Linked DNA regions of Zea mays: region 1 is linked to region 2. Evidence: chromatin contacts called from public Hi-C data. All regions are on one chromosome and are shown on one strand. Each heading gives the region's core, a stretch centred on a gene start, on an enhancer-like site or on the middle of the called end of the contact. The rest is flanking DNA. Distances are from core to core; before and after follow the strand shown.

Region 1 (6,986 bases), core at 1,651-4,150, 95 kb after region 2:
GAGGCAGAAATTTCTTTCCGTAAAAGGGGTCCCTCGGGCGAGTCCAGGATCCACACAGGCACAACCTTTGCTCGAGGATAGGCTCGGACGAGGTGTAGTTTTGAGCAGCCGTTGAGCGGTCTCTCGGGCGAATCACGATTAGACCATGCGTGACCTCGGGGGAGCGTTTTCCGGTTTATGATTTCCTGGTACTCAGGTGCCGGATATGGTTAGGGGCATGATCCCACTAATTATGATATCCGACACTTACCGTTGCCTTCTTATAGGGCAAAGAAAAACATGTCTCACTTAACTGAGAAATAAGCTTAAAATATTGCAGACTGAACATGCAAATTGTCTTGTGAATGCCAGATCAAATAAGTTAACCGAGTCTTTCCGGTGAAATAGTTAGTAATTAGTATTGTTTCTCGTAATAAAACATATATGCCGCATGAAAGACTTATTTGTTCCACGACTCTAGATTTCTAACCCTTTAAAACAATTTATGCTATTGAAGTATATGATAATATATGTGTTTTTCTTTTTTATATAATCGTTATGCACTAATATTTTATAAAATAATTCGTTGTCATTGCAACGCACAGGTATTGTTGAAAGGGAAATAGGGTTAACCATTTTATATAATCGATTTTGGTGGTTGACGTACAACACAAATCACATGGATTAACTAGTTTGTCTAGATATCATTTATCTCAGGTGCATAAGGTTCAACACAAACCAAGAAAGAAATTCAATTAGGGACTCAATCAAAGAATTGAGCAAGACTTAGAGTGTGCTAGAATTTGGTGCATCAGACAGTGTCCGGTGCGCCAGCCGAGACAGCCAGCAAACCGACCACTCTCGGGTTTCTGCCAGGCGCGCTCCACTATAATTCACCGGACTGTCCGGTGAGCCAGCGGAGCAACGGCTCCCTGCGTGACAATGGTCGACTGTGCAGAGCTACAGTGGTGAACTGTGCCACGACAAAAGTCAGAGCACAGAAGTCAGAGGGCACCGGACTGTCCGGTGCAGTAAGAAGACAAACGTCTACAATGGTCAACTGCTCTGAATCCTAACGGTTGCGCTGACGTGGCGCGCACCGGACAGTGCACAGTGACTGTCCGGTGCGCCCATCGCCAGCAGCCCTTGCCAACGGCTAGGAAGTGGTTGGGGGCTAAAATACCCCAACCACCTCATTCATTGGCATCCAAGTATTCTGAACATCCCACTCATTGCAAGATCAAAATACTTTACTCCAAGACACATTCAATAGATCAAATCCTCTCCAAGCCTCTAAATCAACTCAATTCCATTAGGGACTTGAGAGATGGTGTTTTGTGTTCTTTTGTTGCTCTTATTGCTTGGATTGACCTTTTTCTTTTTTCATTCTTATTCTCAAGTGCTTTGTAAGCGAAGCAAGTGACACCAAGTGTGTGGTGGTCCTTGCGGGGTCTTAGTGACCCGTGTGATTAAGGAAAAGTCTCATTCGATCTAAGTGACCGTTTGAGAGAGAGGGAAATGGTTGAAATAGACTCGGCCTTTGTGGACTCCTCAACGGGGACTAGGTTTTTTGGAACCGAACCTCGGTAAAACAAATCACCGTGTCTACTCGCTTTGATTCTCGTTTGATTTGTTTGCCCTTTCTCCTCTCTCTAACGTTTCCTTGCTAGTATTGATTTGAGTTCGCTCCCATACGTCATCTGCATCCTTTGAGCAACTCTTAGCAAGAAAAACAATCTTTCGGATTTGAATATAATTCTAACGCTAACCTCGGCCTTTAGTGTGTTAAAAATTTATAAATTTCAGGTTTCGCCTATTCACCCCCCTCTAGGCGACTTTCAATTGTACTAATATTTTTAAATAGTTTTGGAATACTAACGGTTTTAAGATGTCATGACACAACTGTAGTATTTTTAACATCACTCTTAACAATACGTGTTTGGAGACAAAATATTTCAAACCATAATATTTAGTATACATATGCAAGGCTAGCCATATATAAAATATTTAGGTTGGAGTGGAGTTTTAAATACTCCAAAAATATCATGGTATCTATAAAACCATAACATTATAACTAGAGTTTTTTACGAGATAGCCAAACACCTCTTATCAATAAATATGCTACCTTCGTTTCAAAATATGTTTCTTTCTAGGTTTTTTTGGTCCACATTCATTTTAATAATAATAAATACAGATATACGTGCAAATTACATTCACAGATTAACTAATAAATACATATTTAACATAAAACGAATTTTATTTTGGGACAAAGGAAATATTATAGTATTTTTCGTACCATGGTTTTAATTTTAAAACTCCAAAAATATTTCCTCCACACCTGCATAAAGAAAAGAGCGCACACTGCACACATCGAATCAACCCAACCGAATGCCCCCAATCCGTGTAATAGACGATGGTCCGAGTACGGTGGGCGAGCAGCATGGACCTTTGAGTTTGAGAGCGATGTGGGCACGGTGGGAGCACGAGCTCTGCTAATAGGAGTACAGGCTCCGTCGCCTCCGCCACTTGATTGAAGTGACGAACCGACGATTGCCCAGCAGTCTCGCTGAACCGGAAAGCGAAGTGTGGAACACGAAACCGAGTGCGACGGAAGAAGAGGAGCCGGATCCGGCAAGGGAAGTGGAACATGGAAAACAACTCAAATGGGCTCGTTTTCAGTAGATGCGGCCCATGATTTGGTGAAAAAAACCGGCCCAATCACGTCACGTCCGTCAAGCCAATCTTGATCAGCAAGGTGGGTCCATGACTAATCTTGGCCTAGCTTCTGTAGTGCGCGGAAAGCCGAGCCCAGTTCACGGGCCCACTATCCTTTTGCAGTTTTGCTCCCACAGTGCCCCTTGCTTGAAAGCGAACTGGAACATGTTTTGGACGACGAGCACCTCGTGGTTTCCGCTTTTCCCAAATTGCCCCTCTGAAATCCTCGCAGGCCTACGGTCTCGCGGTATTGCGCTTCTCGTCTTCTCTAATCCTCTTCTGCTCCCTCCACTACCAGTCCACCACCACCACTGCTACCATCGGTTCCCCAAACCCTAGCCAAGGGACACGGTGGCCAGCGATGGACGGCGACAGAGAAGGCGCTGCGGCGGTGCACCACCACGCGCGCTCCCCCGAGGACGTCTTCCGCGATTTCCGCGCGCGCCGCGCCGGCATCGTCAAGGCACTCACCACGGGTCAGCTTGTCTCACGCATTTCCTGCCTCCTCCTGTTTGTCCTCTTGGTTTGTGGATGCTTCTCTGATGCTACAGCTGCTTCCGTGGTGCGCGCAGATGTGGAGAAGTTCTATCAGCAGTGCGATCCAGGTGACGCGCCCGACTTTGCTCCCCTCTTTTTTTTCCCGTCCGTCTGTACTGCTCTTATCTTCGAGCTAAGCTTCGCCTTTCACTATATGCCGATCCGGCGTTTGTTTATGGAGCTCGATCCGGTTGCCGTTTAGAGATTCGTCGGATTATTTAAGGACGAATAGTGGTATTGTTAGCCCTTTACTTTTGTCAGATATGTAAGTTTATTCTGTAATTGATCTCACCCTCCAATCTGTTAAGATCATCAATTCAAGGCCGTAAGCTAAAGAAACTTGCGTAGATGAGTACGTCAATTAAAGGAAGTGCTTGGTAAATGGCATGGTTATGTAATTTAAAGTCCTATAATATGCTCCAGCTGCGGTCATTTGAATTTCAGTTTACATGCATAATGCTTTGATTGTACGTAAAAAAAACCATGTACATTACATAATAAAGGGGATTGACCAATTTGCATTTCCGTTTACATGCATAATGCTTGGGTTGTACGTAACAAACCATGTACCTTGCATAATGAAGGGGATTGACCAATCACAGTGCAGTATCACTTGATGGGACACACGATCATTTGGCTCATGTTGGTGTATGTCGGTATTTGCTGAAAGTTGCAGCCTCAGTAGAGTTGAATTGTACTCATTGTCATTGGTTACCATGGGCCTATTCATTTAAACCCTCAGATAGATGCCGTTTTGAGCTACAATCTGTTACTGCTGCTGTGAGGATTGAAATCTGGTTAAAACTATAAAAGCTAGCAAAATTGATGTAGTGCTTTTGACATGATATATCATGTAACCTGGTTTTTCCAGGTTGCCCTCCTGTGAATGAAAAAAGAATGAGAAGTAATATATGTTAGTAGAAGGAATTACAAATTGTATGAAGAATTGTGAAGTGGAGACAAGATAAAAGTCAGATGCAGACATTAATGGTGACTGGCCTAATATTGCTCAATGTCCACAAGTAATCCTGACATACATTCATGGAAAACAGTTATGAGTAAAGTGGCTTCTAGTCATCATTGCAGCATCTGTTTTACTTGATTAACATTTTTTAATAGCATCCTTGCTCTGCTGTCTACTGATGTTCAGTAACATGTCATAACTAGTGACGTGAACATATCAGATTCCATTTCCTTTGTTTTGTCCTGTTGACATATTTCTTTCCTTTTTATGCCAGAGAAAGAGAACTTGTGCCTTTATGGTTTGCCAAATGAGACTTGGGAGGTTACTCTTCCAGCTGAGGAAGTACCTCCTGAGCTTCCAGAACCAGCACTGGGCATAAACTTTGCCCGTGATGGAATGGTTGAAAAAGACTGGTTGTCTCTAGTTGCAGTTCATAGTGATGCGTGGCTCCTGTCTGTTGCATTCTACTTTGGAGCTCGCTTTGGATTTGATAAAGATGCAAGGTTTGTGTATTGTTTTTATTACAAAGGTTTAATTCATTTTCTTTGTGCTTTTATTCACCTCTTTACTGTATTTGTGTTTCCCTTTCATGTTTTTTTATTACAATATGGAACTTAGATACCTTTGGTCACAGTTTTGTTTCTATAATTTATTTTCATTTTTTTGGAAAAATGTTTTTCTTGACGCAAACGGCCCGGGGGGGGGGGGATATATTGTTCTTGTGTCTTGCTATGGGAATGGTTCAGGAGGGGGGAAGTGAGGCAGGGGGTGTTTGCTTCCAGAGGTTCTGGAGGCATCAGTTGCTGTGGGGAGATGCATATGTTGCTTCCACAGGTTGTGGAGGCATCAGATGCTATCGTGGAAACTGGACATTGGAGAGGGATCGTTGGGTTTTGTGGGCAAGAGTATTGTGGTGGTGCATTAGGGAAATGATGTAGGGAATGTGAGAGTTCAGGTATAAGACTGTGCTCAGTGGAAGGCTCCCTGCCATTATGCCATAGTTGTGGGGCGTCCCATTTCTAGGTGAGATGGGATTCCCTTAATTAGGTAATCTCCATTTTATTTTCCATTTATTATATCTGCAGCTATCTATCTTCCATTCTTTTGCTCATGATGCTCCTACCTCTCTCGTTGGAAAATTTATGTAAAGATGTATAAATGTTCCAGGTTTTATCCATTCTGTAGCAAAAAAAAAAAACCAAACAAAAGAAGAAAGAAAGCTATTACCACTGTTCCAAAATTTAGGTAGGTGTATAGCAAAAGCTATGTACCTAGAAAGGCCAAAACAACCTATAATTTGGGACACGCCGAGTAATTATTGGAGAACAAGAAAAATGAGATGATAATACATTGGCAGCATTTGGATTTCAGGAGAAGGCTCTTCACCATGATTAATAACCTGCCCACTGTTTATGAAGTTGTGACCGGGGTTGCTAAGAAGCAATCAAAAGCCCCCAACGGCAGCAGCAAAAGCAGCAAATCTAACTCTAAAGTAAGTAAATATCTTTGGTGTGTCTATGTGGATCAAAAGTAAGTATATGTGCTATATACCATCTTGCTAATGCTGTTCATGCAACCCCTGGCTCGTTTGGCGTGCCAACTCTTGCAGCCATCAAAACAGATCAATTCTAACAGTAAGCCTGTGAAGCCAGCCCACCCAAACGAAGAGGAGGATAGCGGCCGTGAGGACGCAGAGGAGGACCAGGCGTACCTGTGTGGGTCCTGTGGGGAAAGCTATGCGAATGGGGAGTTCTGGATCTGCTGCGATATCTGCGAGAAGTGGTTCCATGGCAAGTGTGTCCGCATCACCCCTGCAAAGGCAGAGCACATCAAGCAGTACAAGTGTCCCAGCTGCAGCACCAAGCGGAGCCGGGAATGACAGGCGCCCTGGGGCAGGACTCGCTCCCACTTGACGAAGCATTTAGAATCATTAGGAGCAGTGAAAGTGTGAAACTGTGTCATTAGAATCACTTCCTCTGTTTAGTGGACCAGTGCGTGTGCTGGCTGTTGTATTTTTCTCGTCGTGTGTTGTACACTGGTAGTAATGGACATGGTAGCTAGTGGTGACGTGTTGTGTTAGCAAGCAGGCTGACTGTTGTCATCGTAGAGTCGGATGAACTGCTGGAGTTTGGAAACACATGTTCAGTAATTCAGTGATGTTTAGCGTGTATGATAATTTTCTTCGGCTTGCACCTGACCTGAGCATATTATTGTGGCGAACTTGCGAAGCTAGTGCGCAGAAATTGACTGAGCTGAGTCCATCGTCACCGCAGTCACATAGATGTTCCTCCTGGAGGCATAGCATTTTAATGATAGAAAGAATGATGTAATCCATATAAAAAGTATTTACCATTTTTTAACCCCCGTATGAGCGAGCTCAAACAACAAACAATGTAAGTAAACAATGTAGGTGTTGTTTGATTTATATATTTGTAACGTGATAATTAACTGATAGCGTTAAACTATGTTAGTTTAAGACCAACCGTAATCTGATACCGACTAGAAATTAATAGTCTATTCAAATTTGTTATCGTTGGTATTCGAGCGTGAATCATTATCGTTGTTATTTACGTTACATTTCGTGAAACAAACAACACCGTAATTCATTTCGCTTCGTGAACAAAACAACATCGTAATTCATTTCGCTGCTCAGGCAAGGTGACATATACGAAGAGGTGGTAATGGATCACGATCCAAATATTTTTTCACAATTCATGTAAAGCCTTAATTAATTCTAGTTCCAAAATAAATAAGAATAGAGCTGGATCCTAATCCAATCAAATTCTTACTT
Region 2 (7,374 bases), core at 549-3,048:
ACAAAGCATGAAGATGCTGTTGTGCAACTCGAATCTAACAAAGCACTAAGATGTTGTGCAACACGATGCATATTTAAATAAGCTTTACAGGCCAATGTAAAGTACTAATAATGATAAGCCAAAAAAGTAAAGGAGCTAAGTTTGGGCGCAACCAATAAACAACTTCAAGAAGAACGCACCCAGGGAAATCTGCTCCAGGCGCTTGCTTTCTACCAGCACCACACCGCGGTTATAGGGTGTCGGTGACCACTATTCGTGCTCTCCCCTTCCAGCGATGTGTTACATATCTTGTCCACCTGTTTATTTTCACTGGTGGTTCTGTCAGTGGAAACTTATTTCCGTCTCTTAACACAACCGCCAATGAAAATAGCTTATTTTCACTTGCGGTTCTCTTACACCAACCGTCAGGGAAATAGTCCATTTTCACTGGTGATTGTGTTAAGAGAACTGTTAGTAGAAATAAGTTTCTACTGGTGGTTTCTTAAGTTGGATCTATCTATTTATTTTTTATTGTCGTGCGATAACTGAAACGGCAAGTTAAAATAGAGATCTTTTGTACTGGTTGCTGTTGTGCCAAAATTTGAAGCCTAGAGTGGATCCTCAATAGCACGAGCTGACTTGACCGGAGTCTCGGTGGTCTCCTGTTGTTTCTGACGGAGCGCGTACGGCTAACTTCTGCGTGCCGGCTGGACTGCCGGGTGGTGTGCTGTCAGTTGTCAGGGGGACAAAGCAATCCTATTGGCATCAGTGCAGTGCGTGCACCACACTGCACGGCGGCCGGCATGCCGGGGGTCAAGTCGGGAATCAAGCCAAGACTGCTGCTGGATGGGATGACTGTTGAGTGTTGACTCGTTTCGTCGAGTCTCTTCTTTTGATTCCTTCTCTCTTTTTTTATTTATCATCATCAGAACACGGAGGATGATATGCTTCATGTCTTCTTGTCACGCTTTCTCTCTTTTATTTACCTTGTTTTTTAATCACTATCCTTTTGCCTCGAGCATGCAAAAGACTATTACATGTTTGCTGCCTCGGTAACTGTAGAAATACATGCAGTTTGTAATGGCTTTAATCCGTACCGGCTTGTACTGCTTCTACAGTGTACAACTGGCTTTAATTCGAAGTGAACATAAAGTCTTCGCTGGAGGCCGCCTTCTATATTCTTTAGTTGCGCGTGTACTTTTAGGTATAAGTTGTAGCTCATAGGATAGATATGCACACTGACTGTCTTGACATTTTAGAGGCGGCTCTAATAATAATTGTTAGACATAAATATAATGTGTATATATATTATTAATAAACACTTAATGTGTATTAAAAAATTGTTTATATAAAATAAAAAGTATATAATATGTTTTTACTCACCCTCGTCGCTTGTGTCGCAGCCCAGAACAGGAAGGCGAGGAAGCGTCGTGCGTCAAGCTACCAGCAACCATACATGTAGGGGTGTAAATGGTATAAATATTATCCGAGTATCCAATCGTCTGAAGAGTCTAATTATTCGGTTGGATAGTTTTTTCGATATCCGCAATATATCTGGATTTTAGATTCTGATACAAATATTTAACTTTAGATAACAGATACGAATATGATACAATTGATATCCGGATATGTTATCGGATATATCCGACCTACTACCCGAATATTATCTGGCCAAATGCAATGCCTCAACTCTCAAATACGAAACTTGTCTCCACAAACCACGACACAGTGGCCCAAGTCCCAATGGCCCACTGATGTCCCCTCTCCTGCTTACTAGACCGAGATCGTACAAGATGCAAGGCCGCACCCACAACCCTTGCTCGTGCGACGGATAACCATACGACAGGGGGCGGGAGCAGCTGGCAGTAGCGTGGGCTCACGGCACAGCTGACAGCGGACAGGCGGAATGGACGGAAATACGTTAGGCGGACACATCAGATGGTTCTACAGCGGCGAGCGGTTGCGGTAACGGGTAACTATACAACGACAGGCAGTGGGCGACGAGAGGTGGCATAGCTGTTGATCACTCTTTATCGATTGCTATACACAATCAAAAACAAGACAACATAATATTAAAAAGATAGACAACCTTTGTCACGAAGAAGTCATCCCTTCGGGGTGATTCCTTTGGAGATGAAGGTTAATTGTTAGGTGAATAAATCATGATTTATCAATATGAATAAATGAATATGCAAGGAGTATAAACGAGTTTAAACATAATAGCTCAATTGAGATATATCAATAACGTATTCCCCTTTTTGTAAATTAACTTTACAATTGCACCTTCGGTTCTTCAGAGAGAATTATAATGAAGGTGTTGTATAGAGAGAATTACACAATGAAGGTCATGAAGGGAAAGTATTTTCATGATGTATCTATAGTGAGGATCGGAGGTGAAAACATTATTCCTCTCTCTGAGAAAAATGAGGTGATGGTATTCCAAAGCTTCATGAAAGCTGGGCTGCGGTTCCCTTTGCATAAGATGTTGGTTGAAGTTTTGAAAAAGTTTGAAATCTTTCTTCATCAGCTTACACCTGAAGCTTTGATAAAAATCTGAATTTTCATCTAGGCCATAAGAGTCAAGGGCTAGAACCAGATGTTGATTGTTTCTATAATATTCATGAATTATCCTATCAGACGAAGGCCACTAGAAAAGAACAATATCACAACAACTTTGGTTGCTTCACCTTTGTGTATCGATCAAATGTCCGATATCCTGTGCCAACTTTTCATAATAAATGGCCAGGTTTGTGGATGAAGCAATGATTTTATGTGAAGAATGACCTAAGTTAAAGGAACGACGTGAAGGATGTGATCCAGTGGCACATGCAATCGAGCTTCGGGTTAAAGAGACCAACTATCGTGAATACAAAAAAATCTCAAGTCTGCCTAGCAGCGTTCAATGTTGTGTGCAGCTACATCGACACTATAGACTTAGTGCAAGACGACATAGCTTTCAAGGTATGGCCCCTGACTGCCGAATGGGAAATGCCAAAGGATGCTGGTGCTGATACAAGCCAGAATGCTAGAAAAAGAAGTTTAATTCATTTGAAGTATTCTTATCGGTACATAAATCAATTTGGTGAGCCAGACGATGATTGGCTTGATGCCATCGAAGCAACAAGTGATGAACTATTAGGGGCCTACACCAAAGCTAAAGACGAAGCTATGAATTCTATTTTTGGTACCCGAGGAAAGAGGAGATTAAATAGAGTCTTTGATGCTATTGGGCTTATTTACCCTGATTACTTCTTCCTTGCTCGGAAGAGGGGGCTAAAAAGGAAGAGTGCATTAAAAGCTTCTTCTAATGCGCCAAAGCAGAAGAAAATAAAGATTCTGACTCATCGGTCAAAAACATATTATTCGAAGAGAACAGGAGAGCTGCCCGCTTTGCCAGCTACTGAGACCGTGAGTGATTTACCTTCGAAGGTAACAATTTTTAGCTTCAACTTTAAATTGCCCTGCTAGCATTCTTTTTAAATCCTTTGAAATTTTTGAACAGGGGCAAGAGGAAATCAAGCAATCCTCTACTGAATTGTCTAAATCTGTCATGGAGACGAAGATGCCAGATCTGCCGAAGATACAAGAACAACCAAAGACAACAATTGTCCCAGCGGGAACTCCTAAAAAAGGGAAAAGAATGGCAAACATGCTAGACGCTGTTTTGAGGCCCACAAAGGTGGCGACGCCTACTCCTACAAAGATTTCCAAAGACAAGGCTGAGGAGTTGAAAATGACTATTGACGAAGCTGCTCCTGCTATTTTTGCTAAAGCTAGACCTTCGAAATCTAAACCTTTAGAACAAGAATTTGAAAGCCTACCAAAGAGGATAGCACTACCAATACCCGAAGTGGCGTCTCTTGGCGATCTTGGATACATTGTTCGCCATGCTCCGGGGAAACACTTATCCAAACAACAAATTGCCGAAATGCTATATTATGCAAAGGATCTGAAGTATCCTCGAGGATCTTTGGTTTATGGAGGAAATGACGAAGATGATTACCTATACTGCCTGCCAAACAATAAAGAGATAGACGTTTGCCGGAAATGATGGATAACATGGGTTATCCGAAGCTTGAACTTGGTTTATCTCCAATGTCGAAGGATCAACTTGTAGATTGCCTGGTGTTGGGGGGTCTTCTTCTCTGCCGAAGGTCCTCAAGACAAAGATATTGTCTGTAAACGATAAGATCAAATGCCAAAGCTACAACGAACATGTGTGAGAAAGCCGAAGGTTGATAGCTTTGGCTTAAGGTGACAATGAAGGTCAAGCATAATGTTGAGTCGGAGAGGAAAAGACTAGTTAATCCTGATGTTTTGTATTAGGATCATATGTACATGTTAAGGCCATAAATGTATTTTTACTCGGACTGCGTCTTGTACCTATAAATAGGTGAACAGTACCCTCGTACTGTTCACGCCGGACTGTAATTGCTTTCGCGTCATCACCTTCAAACAAGCCAAAGGTATCAATGTAGTATATATTTTGATAATGTTTATACATTTATTATGGAATAAATATGTGAATGTACATTATATTTCGTGCACATAAATCCTTATTTTTATGAATGATGAAGACATGTTCTTCATGACATTCGTCTGGAGATCATTATATCTGAAAGGAGATAATGCTTCGAAGGACGAAGGTCCTTAATGTTTAACAACTATGTTGTCTTGTTCTTGATTCATAGTAGTTGAGAACATGTGACCAACATTGGCGCCCACCTTCGGTGAACTCACTTTCACGACCACGATAATGGCTTCACAAGGTGATCAAGCTGCATCACCTTCGGCCACGAAGCTGGTGTTCCCGATCACAAGCGGTTCAAGCTCCAAACCAGCCAATAAGAAGCAGAAGAAGGAAGCACAAAGAAGAGTACAACATGTCAGAGTGCAAGGACCCTTCATCAAGTCCAAATGGTCTCATATACCAATCATATTTTCTCAAGAAGACCTTCAGCTTAAAGATTACCCTCACAATGACGCCATGGTCATATCATGTGCTATCAAAGGGTTCTTGGTTCACAATATCCTCGTAGATACGGGTTGTGCAACATACATTATCTTCGCAAAAGCCTTCAGACAAATGCGAGAGCAGGATGACAAAATACATGATGCAACACACCCCCTGTGTGGTTTCAGAGGAAAACAGATAATGGCACTTGGAAAATAACAATGCCAATCACCTTCGGCTATGTCCACAACACCAGAACAGAGCAAGTTGTATTTGACATTGTGGACATAGATTATCATTATAATGTAATCAATGGACGAGGGACATTGAATGCTTTCGAAACAATACTTCATCTAGCATATCTGTGTATGAAGATACCATCTGATCAGGGTCCTATTGTTTTGCATGGAAGAGCTAAGAGGCTGCTAGAAGAGTCGAAGGGAATTGGACAGATTCTAGGGCCATTCACAATATAGATGAAGCCGAAGCTCACCAACAGCATAAATACATAAGAGATAAAGTGCTTCAGCCGATCAACCAAAGTCTATGCTTTTGTGTGAAGACATAGCTGAATAGAAGGTGTTATTTGGGTCCCAATTATCTGAGGAACAAGAAAAAGCTCTATTTGGGTCCCAAAGTCTATGCTTCAATAATAAGGATGTTTTCGCTTGGTCAGCCAATGATCTTTGTGGTGTCAATAGAGATGTTATAGAGCACTCTCACGATGTAGACCCAACTGTCAGACCAAGGAAGCAGAAGCTTTGGAAGATGTCAGATGATAAAGCCGAAGGTGCAAGAAATGAATTTAAAAGGCTCCTCAGTGCTGGAGTGATCAAAGAAGTAACATACCCAGAATGGTTAGCCAATACTGTGATGGTAAAGAAGGCCAATGGAAAGTGAAGAATGTGTATTGATTTCACAGATCTCAACAAGGCCTGCCCGAAGGATGAATTCCCCTTGCTAAGAATAGACCCTCTAATAGATGAGGCAACCACTTCGGAGCTCATGATCCTGGTAGACTGTTACTGAGGCTATCATCAGATCTGGATGAAGAAGGAAGATGAGCCCAAAACAAGCTTCATAACCTCTAATGGAACTTATTGCTATCTTCGGATGCCTGAGGGGCTCAAGAACGCTGGAGGAAGCTTCAGTAGGATGACTTCCAAAGTTCTCCACACTCAGATCGGCAAGAATGTTTTGACATATGTTGATGACATCATAGTAAAGAGCATGAAGCAAGAAAACCACATTGCTGATTTGCAAGAAACATTTGCCAACTTCAGGAAGGTTGGCCTCAAGTTAAATATAGAAAAAATGTATCTTCGGAGTGAAGAAGGGAAAGTTTCTTGGTTGTCTAGTATCAACAAAGTGGATTGAAGCTAACCCAAGCAAAATAGAAGCTATACTTCGGATGGAACCACCAAAGACAAGGAAAGGTGCTCAGAGATTGACAGGCAGACTGGCGTCATTGAATATATTTATTTCAATAACAACAGAAAAGAATTTGCCATTCTTCGAAGTATTAAAGTCGGCTGAAGTCTTTCAATGGGGGACAGATCAACAAAGGGCCTTTGAAGATTTGAAACAATATCTTATACAGCTAACAACTTTAACTCCACCTTCGTCACGAGCACCATTGCTATTGTATGTAGCATCTTCCCATGCGACAGTTAGTGTAGCGCTGGTGTAAGAGAAGCAAGACGAACAAGCAAAGAAACAAGTTCCAATATACTTCATCTCCAAAGTACTAAGTCCATCAAAAAGAAACTACACAGATTTGGAGAAAGTACTGTATGATGTATTGATGGCCTCCAGGAAGCTTCGGCACTATTTCCAGTCATACCACACCATCCTACTTTCGTCTCAACCTCTAAAGGACATCATAAGAAACAGAGAAGCTACAGGAAGGGTTGGCAAATGGGTTGCAGAGTTGAACGAATTCACCATTGATTTTGTTCATAGATCCTCGATCCAATCTCAAGCACTACCAGACTTCATTGTCGATTGGATGTCAGGGGCTCATGAAGAAGGACACCTAATAGATATCGAAGCCTAGACAATATTATGTGATGGAGCATGGGGAATTTTTGGTGCATGTGCAGCCACTATTCTAATTTCACCATCTAAAATCAAAACCTGCTATGCAGCCAGATTGGAGTTCAAATGCACAAACAACATTGCAGAATACGAAGCTGTCCTTTTGGGGCTTCGAAAGCTTAGGACAATGCGGATAACAAGGGCAGTTCTTAAATCTGATTCACAAGTCATCACAGGACAGGTTGATAAAAGCAGCAAAGCAAGCAACTGAAGCTCGAAAAGTATCTTGACATAGTCCAAAGGATGAAGGCATCCTTCGAAGATTTTTCAGTGAAAAAATATCCCAAGAGGAGACAACGAACAAGCAGATTTACTAGCTAAATCAGCGACACTAGGGCTCCCAC

The links. A called contact is a pair of places that touch in the nucleus more often than the background predicts.
Region 1: a Hi-C map of ear shows a contact between it and region 2, with 2.6 times the contacts expected there. The contact joins the promoter of LOC100283532 here to the enhancer-like site in region 2. A contact is called at or near these places in 4 of 25 Hi-C or Micro-C datasets (ear, leaf, tassel and 1 more).

The regions. Positions count from the first base shown.
Region 1 is chr4:125,436,719-125,443,704 of Zm-B73-REFERENCE-NAM-5.0, forward strand. LOC100283532 reads left to right here and starts at 2,901. Exons shown (of 5, transcript NM_001156432.2): 1 at 2,901-3,170; 2 at 3,267-3,299; 3 at 4,470-4,698; 4 at 5,567-5,687; 5 at 5,805-6,365. The coding sequence starts at 3,056. The coding sequence ends at 6,074.
Region 2 is chr4:125,342,898-125,350,271 of Zm-B73-REFERENCE-NAM-5.0, forward strand. No RefSeq gene overlaps it. Among protein-coding and RNA genes, the nearest start is that of LOC100273397, 63 kb to the right of the region's middle. Within about 2 kb of position 1,799, at least 14 of the 20 cell types and tissues checked have an H3K27ac peak or open chromatin away from gene starts, as enhancers often do. A contact at or near this core is called in ear, leaf and tassel, where this site is marked.